Linked DNA regions of Mus musculus: all the other regions are linked to region 2. A link is a contact called in public HiChIP or PLAC-seq and promoter capture Hi-C data. All regions are on one chromosome and are shown on one strand. Each heading gives the region's core, a stretch centred on a gene start, on an enhancer-like site or on the middle of the called end of the contact. The rest is flanking DNA. Distances are from core to core; before and after follow the strand shown. Region 1 has its middle 50 kb from the start of Pou1f1. Region 2 holds the start of Htr1f (5-hydroxytryptamine (serotonin) receptor 1F). Region 3 holds the start of 4930453N24Rik (RIKEN cDNA 4930453N24 gene).

The links. Promoter capture Hi-C pulls out the DNA fragments that hold promoters and counts their contacts. HiChIP or PLAC-seq counts read pairs in DNA pulled down with a chosen protein or histone mark.
Region 1: an H3K4me3 HiChIP or PLAC-seq map of craniofacial prominence shows a contact between it and region 2, with 5 times the contacts expected there. The contact joins the enhancer-like site here to the promoter of Htr1f in region 2. A contact is called at or near these places in 9 of 39 promoter capture datasets (the 3T3-L1 cell line, the C10 cell line, the HPC-7 cell line and 5 more), 2 of 15 datasets of contacts at CTCF or cohesin (large pre-B cells and pro-B cells), 4 of 484 Hi-C or Micro-C datasets (LSK cells, bone marrow-derived macrophages, cerebral cortex and 1 more), 1 of 115 datasets of contacts at active chromatin or transcription factors (craniofacial prominence) and 2 of 9 other capture datasets (embryonic stem cells and liver).
Region 3: a contact with region 2 is called in a promoter capture Hi-C map of neural stem cells. The contact joins the promoter of 4930453N24Rik here to the promoter of Htr1f in region 2. A contact is called at or near these places in 1 of 39 promoter capture datasets (neural stem cells), 2 of 484 Hi-C or Micro-C datasets (nephron progenitors and pancreatic cancer cells) and 1 of 9 other capture datasets (pancreatic islet).

Annotation. Positions count from the first base shown.
Region 1 is chr16:65,468,651-65,472,080 of GRCm38.p6, forward strand. No RefSeq gene overlaps it. Among named protein-coding and RNA genes, the nearest start is that of Pou1f1, 50 kb to the right of the region's middle. Within about 2 kb of position 2,176, at least 13 of the 459 cell types and tissues checked have an H3K27ac peak or open chromatin away from gene starts, as enhancers often do. A contact at or near this core is called in bone marrow-derived macrophages and craniofacial prominence, where this site is marked.
Region 2 is chr16:65,104,335-65,107,990 of GRCm38.p6, forward strand. Htr1f (5-hydroxytryptamine (serotonin) receptor 1F) reads right to left here and starts at 1,450. Exons shown (of 3, transcript NM_008310.3): 1 at 1,291-1,450.
Region 3 is chr16:64,769,250-64,772,772 of GRCm38.p6, forward strand. 4930453N24Rik (RIKEN cDNA 4930453N24 gene) reads right to left here and starts at 1,690. Exons shown (of 3, transcript NM_026273.2): 1 at 1,488-1,690. The coding sequence starts at 1,614.

The DNA.
Region 1 (3,430 bases), core at 926-3,425, 370 kb after region 2:
CTTCTTTAACTCTTCTATTTGAGACCCTGTGCTCTGTCCAATGGTTGGCTGCTAACATCTGCCTCTGTATTTGTAAGGCTCTGACAGGGGAAGGGTATAGGAGACTTTCAGGATAGCATTTGAAATGTAAATGAAGAAAATATCTAATAAAATAATGAAAAGAGAAAAAAAATGAAACCTTAAGTGATTTATGCTCTTTTTTTCCAATTATTTTTATTGGATATTTTCAGGAGACAGCCATATCAGGCTGCTTTCAGCATGCACTTCTTGGCATCCACAATAGTGTCTGGTGACTGTATATGGGATGAATCCCCAGTTGGGACAGTCTCTGGATGGCCTTTCCTTTAGTCTCTGCTCTAAACTTTATCTCCATATTTGCTTCTGTGAGTATTTTATTCTCCTATTAACTAGTAACATTATATCAATCAGTCAATCAATATTAATATTAATATTAGATATCTCAGGGGTCCAGGTTATTTGAGACTGCTGGTCATCCTATTGGTTTGCCCTCCTCCTCAGTTTCTTCCTCCTTTTCCCTAATTCAACCCCACAGGCTGAAGTCCATTGGTTGGGTGTAAGTTATCTGCATCTTACTCTTTCAGCTGCTTGTTGGGCCTCTCGGAGGACAACTATGCTAGGCTCCTGTTTGTGAGCACACCATAGCATCAGTAATAATATCAGGGCCCCAGACCTCCCCTTGAGCTGGATCCCAATTTGGGACAGTCACTGTACTGACTTCCTTTCCTTTCCCTCAGTTTCTTCCCCATCTTTGTCCCTGCAGTTCTTTTAGATAGGAACAAATCTGGGTCAAAGTTTTTGACTGTAGGATGGCAACCCCAAGACCAGCAAATTCGAGTCTGATTTTATACCCATCTCCAAATCTATAAGCTAACAGTATTTGAACTCAATATCTTACCTTTCCTAGTAAAGAAATCTCTGTCCCAGCCACCAGTGGCAATTTATTCCACATATTATTCATAGCCAATCTCCTCTGCTTTTGAAATGCTGTATTTCTTTACTGTTATGTTTTTAGCCATGCAGCAGTTTACACATATATTGTAGCAGAATTTGCGTTCAAAGCTTTATGCCTCAGTTCATAATTTCTGGCCAGTTATAATCTGAATTTGTCTGCTTCCTTTCTCAGTCAATCACTCTAAAATGCTCCAAGTCACTATGCCCACTTCCTTACTTTCTTTTTCAAATTAACTTCCATCACCATCAATCTCCCCAAACCAGCTGTCAAACTTCAAGTGATGAAACACAAGGAGAACTTTTGCGCTCCCATTAAGATTGCCTGCAAAGGAGCTTTTGACAAATAACACTTCTCTTTTCTGCAAAAGAATTGCCCTCCTGTAGGCTCTAGGGTTCCACGCCTGCCTGGCTTTCTTGCTTACCTATTTGTGTACCTCTACCGTCAGGTTTTCTGTCTCATTTTCTGGTTCTGTCTTCTCAATTTAACTTCAAAATTCAGAATTCCCCAAGATAACACAAAACAATCCTTCCACTTACCCAACCTCCATTTTATCATCAGAGGACTGTTTTTTTTTTTTTTTTCCTCTTGTGGCTGCAAATATCATTACTATGGTGATGGTTTCTACAATTTTAATTTAGATAAGACCACTTTTGTAAGATGCATGTTCAATTCCTAGTTGAAATCTCTACTCAGAAATATTTAATCCATATCTATTTTGATCTGTCTTCCAGCTTTACCCTGTCTTCACTCATGAGATAAAATTCAACATATTTCCCTTCTCAGAATTATAGAAAACACATTTGAAACTTTTCTAATTCCAATTCATCACAAAATTATTAATATTTTTTGGCATTCACCATCTACCACACCATGCTCACAAACAATATTATTTTTTTCATTACTCACCATTAGCTAAAACAAAGAAGGAAATTGGCAGTAGAGAAAGTTTAACCAGTTTTAAAGGGCACATAGTTCAGAAAGAACATACCCGAGACTTTAGGTCAGACTCTTAACTTTCAGAATTCATTATTTATTACTATCATACTGTGTCTCAGCGTATAATAAAATCTTAAGTAACATGGTCATAGGACTTCTTGTGAGCCAGGTTTAATTTCAAGTGTTTAAACAATATTAAATCATATGGGGAATACATTGTCATTACTTCTGCTTTTATATATCAGAAAATGACATGGAGAGGTTAAGTAATCATCGCAGGGCCAGTAAAACACAGAAATAGAATTCGCAGGCTCCAGAGTCTGTGTTCTTAATCACAAACATATGTTTCCTTCCCTCCTCTTGTGGCTTCTATATCCAACATTTGTGTCGATGTTTTTAAGGCTCAGGTATGAGAGATTTTTAGGAAGGAAGCTAGAATACACAACTTGCTATGAAGCTAGAAAACATAATGCAATTTATTAAAGTTGGATGGGTTCAGGCAGTTGAGAAAAATATTTTTAAGATAATTATTAAATTGTCTGAGCCAAGCCAAGAGAAATGGAGTCTTCAAGGTAGCAAAACCACCATGAATTCAGCTGCATATGTAGCAGAGGATACCATTGTCTAGCATCGATAGGAGGGGAAACCCTTGGTCACGTGAAGGCTCAATTCCCCAGTGTAGGGGAATGCCAGGGTGGTGAGGTGGGATTGGGTGGGAGAGGGAGCATCCTCATAGAAGTAGGGGGAGGGGGTAAGAGACAGGAGTTGCAGAGGTAGAACAGGGAAAGGGGATCACATTTGAAATGTAAATACATAAAATATTCAATAAAATGTTTTTAAAAAGGAAAATAAGCAACACAAAACATATTACAGCATATGCACTGAGTGTGCCACTATTATGAGCATATGGCACAGACATAACCAGGCAGAAATATGAATAATCTGTTCCTCTTTTCATGGGATATAGAGAAGGCAAAGAGGGTTATCAACATGATAAACTATCTGCAGGTTGTCTAAGGCTAAGATGCATATTCACTGACAACTCAAGTAAACTGTCCAGTAAATCCTGAGAATTCCACCCAGGTTCCTCACTGGGGCTTAAGGTCAAATGAACAAATTAGGCAACAGATTTGAGAGAGCATAAAACATGTGAGACTTCAATCCCATGTATCAACAACAAGAGAATTTATCACCAGGGACCATCCAGCAGGTGGCATGTTGAAATCTTTTTCATGTCTCTCAGATTCATATAATTTGGAAGAGAAAAAAAATAGGATTTACTTTTGAAATGGTTCTATCTTGAGTCCATGTTTTGCTGAGATTTCATATCAGGATCCAGATTAAACACTACAAAGCATATTTATAAAATTATAAAAATGAAATATCTAATATAAAATGCTGAAATGGGATCAATGCATTTACAAATGATTTAAATGTGTCAACAGAAGGATGGACAGCAGAGTAAGAACTAGAAGTTATATTAGATTTCATGTTTTTTTAAAGAAAATCAAAATTAACCCA
Region 2 (3,656 bases), core at 200-2,699:
ATTTACAGACTGGGGAGAAGGGGGTCATTGAAAGCCATAGAGAAGGGCTGCTTCTTCAGTCTCCCTCAGCTGTGTGGGATTGTCGTTCCCTCAATGGAAGACAGCCAAGTTCCTTCCGTCTGTCTCCCCATAAACAGACATTTAGGGCAAATCAAATGTGAATATCACCATATTGCTGATCATCAACTCTAGGCTCACAGATGTATATGTAAACGGGATAGAAATATAATTCATTTGAAAACATTTGGGGGTGGGTGGGTCTGGGCACTAGCACCTTTAAAATGCAGGTGAATGACAATGACTTAGGTTCTCCAGAAAAACTTGAGGGCTGGGCAGGCTACCTGTTTATTCCTTCTTCAATTACCACCCTTCATCTCATCATCATCCTGTATTAATCACTGACATCCTCAGGAACCACTTAGCTATAGGAGAAAACAAGTCTTTACCTCAGTGTTTTCTTCAGATGCATGCCAGGACATTTCAGTCATGTTCCTACCCAGTGGCCAAACCAAATTCTACACCGAAGGCAGCCCAACTGCCAACCTCTGGGCATATGCTTGCTTCTCTCCTTTCTTTCATTCCTCACTCTTGGCATGCAGCTAAGGGTCTTTCAGCCCCTTTTGGATACAAGCACCAGGAACAAGAGGATGGCCCCTCATTCTGCCATCCCTTCCTTTTCTTTGCCTATTGGTCCCTGTAAACAAGAAGAGACCAACAAATCTTTCCTAGGCAAGTTCCTGTAGCAGCTAGGGACTTTGTGGAGCTAGGTGAGGGTCTGCTTGGAGCTTTACCTCATCTGTCCCGACCCACGGGAAGTAAAGTTGGAAAACTACCAACGCTTTTTTGTCTACACCTCCCCAAACTCCTACACAGATCTTATCATTTTCTGTTTGATCCATCTCCAGATATGACCAAGTGATGGATTCGATGACACTCCTGACCTCTAGTTGGGTTTCTGCACATCCTAGCTTCTACCCTTGGCAAGCTCACTGGATACCTGCATCCTCACTAGGATGTTGGCGTCACGGTCTGGAACCCACACCTCTCCCCAGAGTCTGGGACCAGGTCCCTTCATGCACTGAAGACCACCTGCTCCACCCAGGATCCTGCCTTTCCCTCAAAGTTAGCCCTCGGGAAGCGAGCTTCAGTTTTTGCGGTTCCATCAAAGTAGCAGGGGGGAAGGAATTGTCATCCCCAACCCCTACACCTCCGCCTCCGGGCCGGACCATCCCGTGCCTCCCGCCGCCCGCCGCGCGCTTTCCGGTGCCCAGGGCAGCCTCGCGTACTCACCAGAGCGAAGCTAAGGGGCTCTGGTCCCTAGCCCGCCGCGGTCGTTCTCTGGCGACAACAGCGCGTCCCGGCTGCTCTTGGGTGGCGAGCTGAATGCGCGCTGCAGCTTGGGGCGCAGCTCTAGGGCGGGTTCCAGACGCCAGTCCACTCGAGGGCCGACGCCCCGGGGATCACCTCAGCACCTCGCTCTTCTAGCTTCTTCCACTTTTCCTCCTCCTCCCAGTGTCTTCTTTCGTCCCCTCCCTCCCCTTGGACTGATGCTTGGAGAAGGGAGGGGGAGGGAAAAAGTCCCGTCCTTTTAACTCCACTGATACCTTGGAGATTATCTGTTCGGGAAATCTGGAAATGATGCGAAGCACCTTTCTGCAAATAGCTTAAAGAAAACGATCTTGTTTCCCTTAACTTTTCATCCTTGGACGGACTCCTTCCTTCATTTGCGTCTTAAAACCTCTAAGGATGGGTGGAAATAAAGCGAGGGTCAGATGACGGGTACAAAGGCATTTTAGGCAACAATTTTGGAGAGTGCCTTAGTAGGTGGCCCCGAGATCTGTTTACTCACAATTTCACAAAGTAGGCATTTCTTGAAAAAAAAAATGGAGTTGAGGGCAAAGGAAGCGGGGGTAGGGTGGGGTGGGGGGTGGTAAGGTACTGAATCAAGGTTGATTTAGTTTCTTTTTGGTGGTTCATGCCAGAGACATCTTGGAATAAAACTCCCTCCATTGCTTTCCCAGGATGTGACCTTGAAAGGGTATTTGACCTTTGCTGTTTTGCTATTATTTATCTCCCCTCCTCCTCCTTCTTCCTTCTTTCTTTCCAGATTTGTATTTCATAGCTCTTTACAGGGGTTTCATCACCCTGCCAGGAACTGCCAAAATCTATCTTGACCTTGGAATGTGGCTGTTTCCTGGAAGGTAGACATTTTGCAAAATTTAAGCAGGTCTCCACTGGGAGCCAATAAGGGACAGACTTTCTTGGGCAGAGCTATACCCACTGTCCAATGGTGGACCCAACCACGATAGAGTTGTACCCAAGGACTGACTGTAGATTTATCTTTCTGGGAAAACCCTATCACAGAGATATACTTTCTGCTCTTCTCTCCCATGCCCGCGCTTCCTATGATCCAAAGTGAATTTTTAGAAATCTGCCTTATAAACCAAGCCTGTGTTTTCCAGCTCATGTTCCTTCTGTTGGTGATGCCAACTTTGTTCCCTGGCATCATATATTTAAATGAGATGCTGTCTATAGGCATAAGGCCTGGCACTCTGTACTTGGTAAATGTTAGCTGAATCGTGGCGATTTCAGATCAGTGTTAGCATTTACCTCCCATTTTCATTCCTTTCCATATTTCCTAACACTCACTTCCCTGTTTCAAATTGCATAGCTCTAGCCCCATCCCTTATAAATATATGTCAATATAAATATATGGCTACTTATTTAGGAAATACAGCGGAAGTTGAGATTTATGACACTCGGTGTAGAGTGAAGTCATTTTCCTTGCTATTGTATTGACCATCTCGGTTTTACCTCCAGCATATTGTACAACAAATCTTCTTAGTGACAGCCATAAAGTGCAAGGTTATACCACCTCAACAAGCAGATTGAGAATGTCTTGACCTGCTACTGTTTCTGCAGTGACATTGCCCTCAAGAGATACAAAGATATTCTGAAAATGTACAGGTCCAATAGGTTTTCATCTTCAGTTTAAGAAGGTAATAGGAACCAGCTTGAAATGTGGAAAACTGCAGACCTCAAGTTTGTGCATATTTTCAGATGACAGATGTGGACTCCTGCAATTGGAATCAGCAATTCGAGAACAAGCCTACTGGAACAGACTGCATTAAGTGAATCTATAGGAAAGACCACACCCGTAATGCAAAAGACATCTAAGTTTTCAGATGCCTCGCTGCTGGCCGCTGCTGCTACTGCAAGAAATGAATTTGCTTGGGTTCTGTGATGAAAACGCACCTTGCACACTGCAGTAGGACCTTGCGCCCTAGAGGGATCCCATTGTTATTCAGTGCACAGATACTTAAGCTAGCAGTGAGGACAGCATCCTAGCCCTCAGCAAGTTTTCTCTGGGTGAATGGAAGATGATGTAGAAGGAGTACCTTAGATTGCTTCAAAAGATACTGAATAACACTGGAGAGGCCTGGGTCTCCATGAGAATCTCATCAGAATCAGGTCTGAAGTTCAAGAGTGGTTCAAGGACTACAAACAAGTTCTTTTTATAAGTTCTCTTCTTTCCTTTTTTTAATAGATGCTTTTATTAGTGTATATTAATTCTATAAAATATGCATTTTATTATATGTTTCATACATGCCTTTAAAATGCTCTGATTGTGTGCATGTCCACCATTACCTTCTACC
Region 3 (3,523 bases), core at 440-2,939, 330 kb before region 2:
AATGATTTAAGCTCTTGTCCTGATTCTTGCTTTTATACAACATGGCCTATGGCTTGAAAAGCAAGAACTTACCCATCTGTCTGCTTTTTTTTTTCTTTTTCTTTTTTTGGTTTTTCGAGACCGAGTTTCTCTGTATAGCCCTGGCTGTCCTGGAACTCACTTTGTAGACCAGGCTGGCCTCAAACTCAGAGATCCACCTGCCTCTGCCTCCCCAGTGCTGGGATTAAAGGCGAGCGCCACCACGCCCGGCTCATCTGTCTGCTTTTTTAATCCCTTAAATTTTAAACTTCCTTTACCTTGCTAGGCAGTGGTGGTACACACCCTTAGACCCAGCAGAAGCAGCCAGATCTCTTGAGTTCGAGGCCAGCCTGGTCTACAAAGTGAATCAAAGACAGCCAGGACTACACAGTGACCCAGAAAATTTCTGACCCAGAAAAAAAATGTATTTCTATGCCCCAAATACCTAAGATCCATAAACCTTGAAAAAAATGATTAAAATCACAATATATGATACCAAGGAATGTTGTCAAACTTCTGATTTTACAGATAATCGAAGCTGAAAAACAGCAGCATCAAGATGTTTTTAAACTAAAAAGTTGGGCTGAAAGCACAGACCAAATATCTTTCAAATAGACTACTGCTGCAAAATAGCAAGAATTAAAAAAAAGAAAAAGAAAAAGACAATGCACTCATTACATCTACCTTCCAAAGATCTTATTCCACAGACACACAGTATCTTTGATGCCCCTATTTCCAACTTCCCTAAAGACGCTATCACCTTTTCCCCATCCATTTCAGAATAGCTACTAAATTTGGTGGTTTGTTTTGGAGGCTTGAGGGTGTTCTTCTTTTTGTTTTGTCTGTCATTTTCTATCCCTTTCTTTTCAACAACATTCGTTTCACTAATGTATTTTAGTAAGGATATTTTTAATGTCTTATAAATGCAACGTACATATGTCCGTTTTGTCTTTTATACAACCTTTTGATTTAAAAAACAAAAACAAAAGAAGCTGTGGTCTTGCTACTTCCCAACTAGGAATGAATGTAGGACGAAGAGGCTGAGCATTCCTTGACATACGTGGATTAAAACTGTCCGCCTTTTATTTGTTTCGGTGGGTATTTACCTAAGACACTGACAAATAGTGTTTATTATTTCCCTTCGGGCTGAAAGAAAACAGCAGGAGCTGACTGATCTCCGTGGAGATCGAAACTGAAAACTGAAACATACTCTGGGATGCTCTTAAAAATCATGGGAATGGGCTCATCTGGTGCTCATCCGGGTCCGCATGTCCGCAAAAGTTTGCCCAGCCGGTACCACGGTCCGACTCACCAGCGCGCCGGGACCCGGCTCGGCCGGCGGGCGGGGAGGCTGCAGAGCTGTGCAGCGCCAACCCGGAGGCCTTCCCTGGGCTTCGGCGACAACCGGACCCGACCGGACCCGACCGGACCCGACCCCTGGGGGTGACAAGGCCCCTGCCGGCGCCTACCTTGGCGGTCCACAGGCTGCACCAGGCGGTTGGTGACGGTGTCGCAAAGGGCCATGATCTCGTCGTTGTCCAGCAGGCCGAGTAGGTTTCGGCAGCCCTCCGACTCTAAGTGGCTGAGCCCCGACATCTCGCCCCCGGGGATGGGGGGCAGAGGACGACGCCACCAGTGTCGCCCTCACGGCCCGCGGGCCGGCCGGCGCCTTGGCAACAGACACCGGAAGTGCCTTTTCAATCCCTCGCAAGCGCCGGAAGGGTCTCGGAGATTCCAGCCCCTCTCTGGGCGGAAGTGCTAGCTCAGAAAGTCAGCGAGGAAATGTGGTTCCGACTTGGGGCTCCGGCCTCTATTGGAGTAGAGTTCCACAGTTCGCGGTTTAAAGAAGTGTCCTGAGCATCTATCCACCTTCCACTCGAGGCTGGGCTAGAAACGAACCTGGGGGTGGGGGGTGGGGGGGAGCGCCTCCGAAGGGGCGACTTAAAGTGCGGCGCATGCGCGCGCGTGCCTGATGGTGGAGGCAGGGGTGGAGAGGCCAAGAGAGCTTCCATCATACCCCTGTACTTTTGAAGGTCTGTCCTCTTCTAGCCGCTTCTGAGTTAGGGGAGCCATCACTTTGATATTCTTTAGCTACAAAGATTAGACTACACTTTGAAACGCTCTAGGTTTTAAAAGGACTATAACTTGCTTCTCCGCCTTTGAGATAGCTAGATAATTAATTTAACCCAATTAATTGAATCTCAGTTGAACCTCAATTGCCAGCTGGTTGGTCATTAAGTATACTTGAAACAACCTGGGACTTCAGATTTGCATCTAATGTGGAGCTGGAGGGGCAGGGTGCCACACAATCTTGGGACTACGCCTCTAGCTGCAGGACCTGCCTGCCATTAGATTTGAATTAGTGGCTGGTGTCCCCTAAATGCAGTTAGTAGTCATTTGGTTGGTGTGGGGAAACACCGTGGGTGGAAAGTGATTTGTGTTATGAATATTAGAAGGAGAAACTGGATTTCTATTAGAGTTGCTGCTTCTGCTTCTTCTTCTTCTTCTTCTTCTTCTTCTTCTTCTTCTTCTTCTTCTTCTTCTTCTTCTTCTGTTTCTTTTTTCTTTTCTTTTCTTTTTTTTTTTTTTTTTTTTTTTGGTTTTTCTAGACAGGGTTTCTCTGTGTAACCCTGGCGGTCCTAGAACTCACTTTGTAGACCAGAATGGCCTCAAACTCAGAAATCCGCCTGCCTCTGCCTCCCGTGTGCTGGGATTAAAGGCGTGCACCACATTGCCCGGCTCTAGAGTTTTTTTTTTTTTTTTTCTAAATACAGAACTATTGAGATTTGGGGCAGGGTAATTTATTGCTGTAGAGGTTGCAGGATGCCTAACACCATCCCTACATTTCCACAAAGAATAGTGTGCCCCTTCTCTCACTTGATACAAGTGAAAATACCTCCAGGCTAACAAACGTTCCCTGAGAAGGAAAATCATGCCCAGGTGAGCCATTGATTCAAACCCTGCCCAAGGTGGTTTCTGAGATGATGAAAATATTGTTGTATTGCCCATACTAACGACTGTCCACATCTGGATTTTGAGATCTCGAAATATAGTAGTAAAACCGAAGAACAATTTCAAATTTTGTGTGAATTTGAATAAAGTTTTAATATCCACATGTGGCAAGTGGCTACTGGATTGGATCATGCAGATCTAAAAATGTGAAGGCCATTCTGTAGATGTGTTTTATGTTTGACCTCTGACTTCAGTTCTTTTATTTCTAAACAATTCTTGCAGATAACCTCAAGGGTTTCCTTATGATAACTACCTTAGACATGTATTGCAGGTCTCTGCTTCAAAGCCTATGTTCTTGATGTTTTACTTAAGAGGGTCTTCTCTTTAGACATTTTCCTTAGCTCATTTTTCCTACCGTTTATTCATGTCCCTGCTTCAAAATATTACTAGGAAGGCCCTAATGATTTACTGTATTCAAACTCACCACCCACAGTCTGCTTATGTTTCCTACCCATTTCATTTGTCTCCAAAGTGTTTATACAGTTTAGTATAT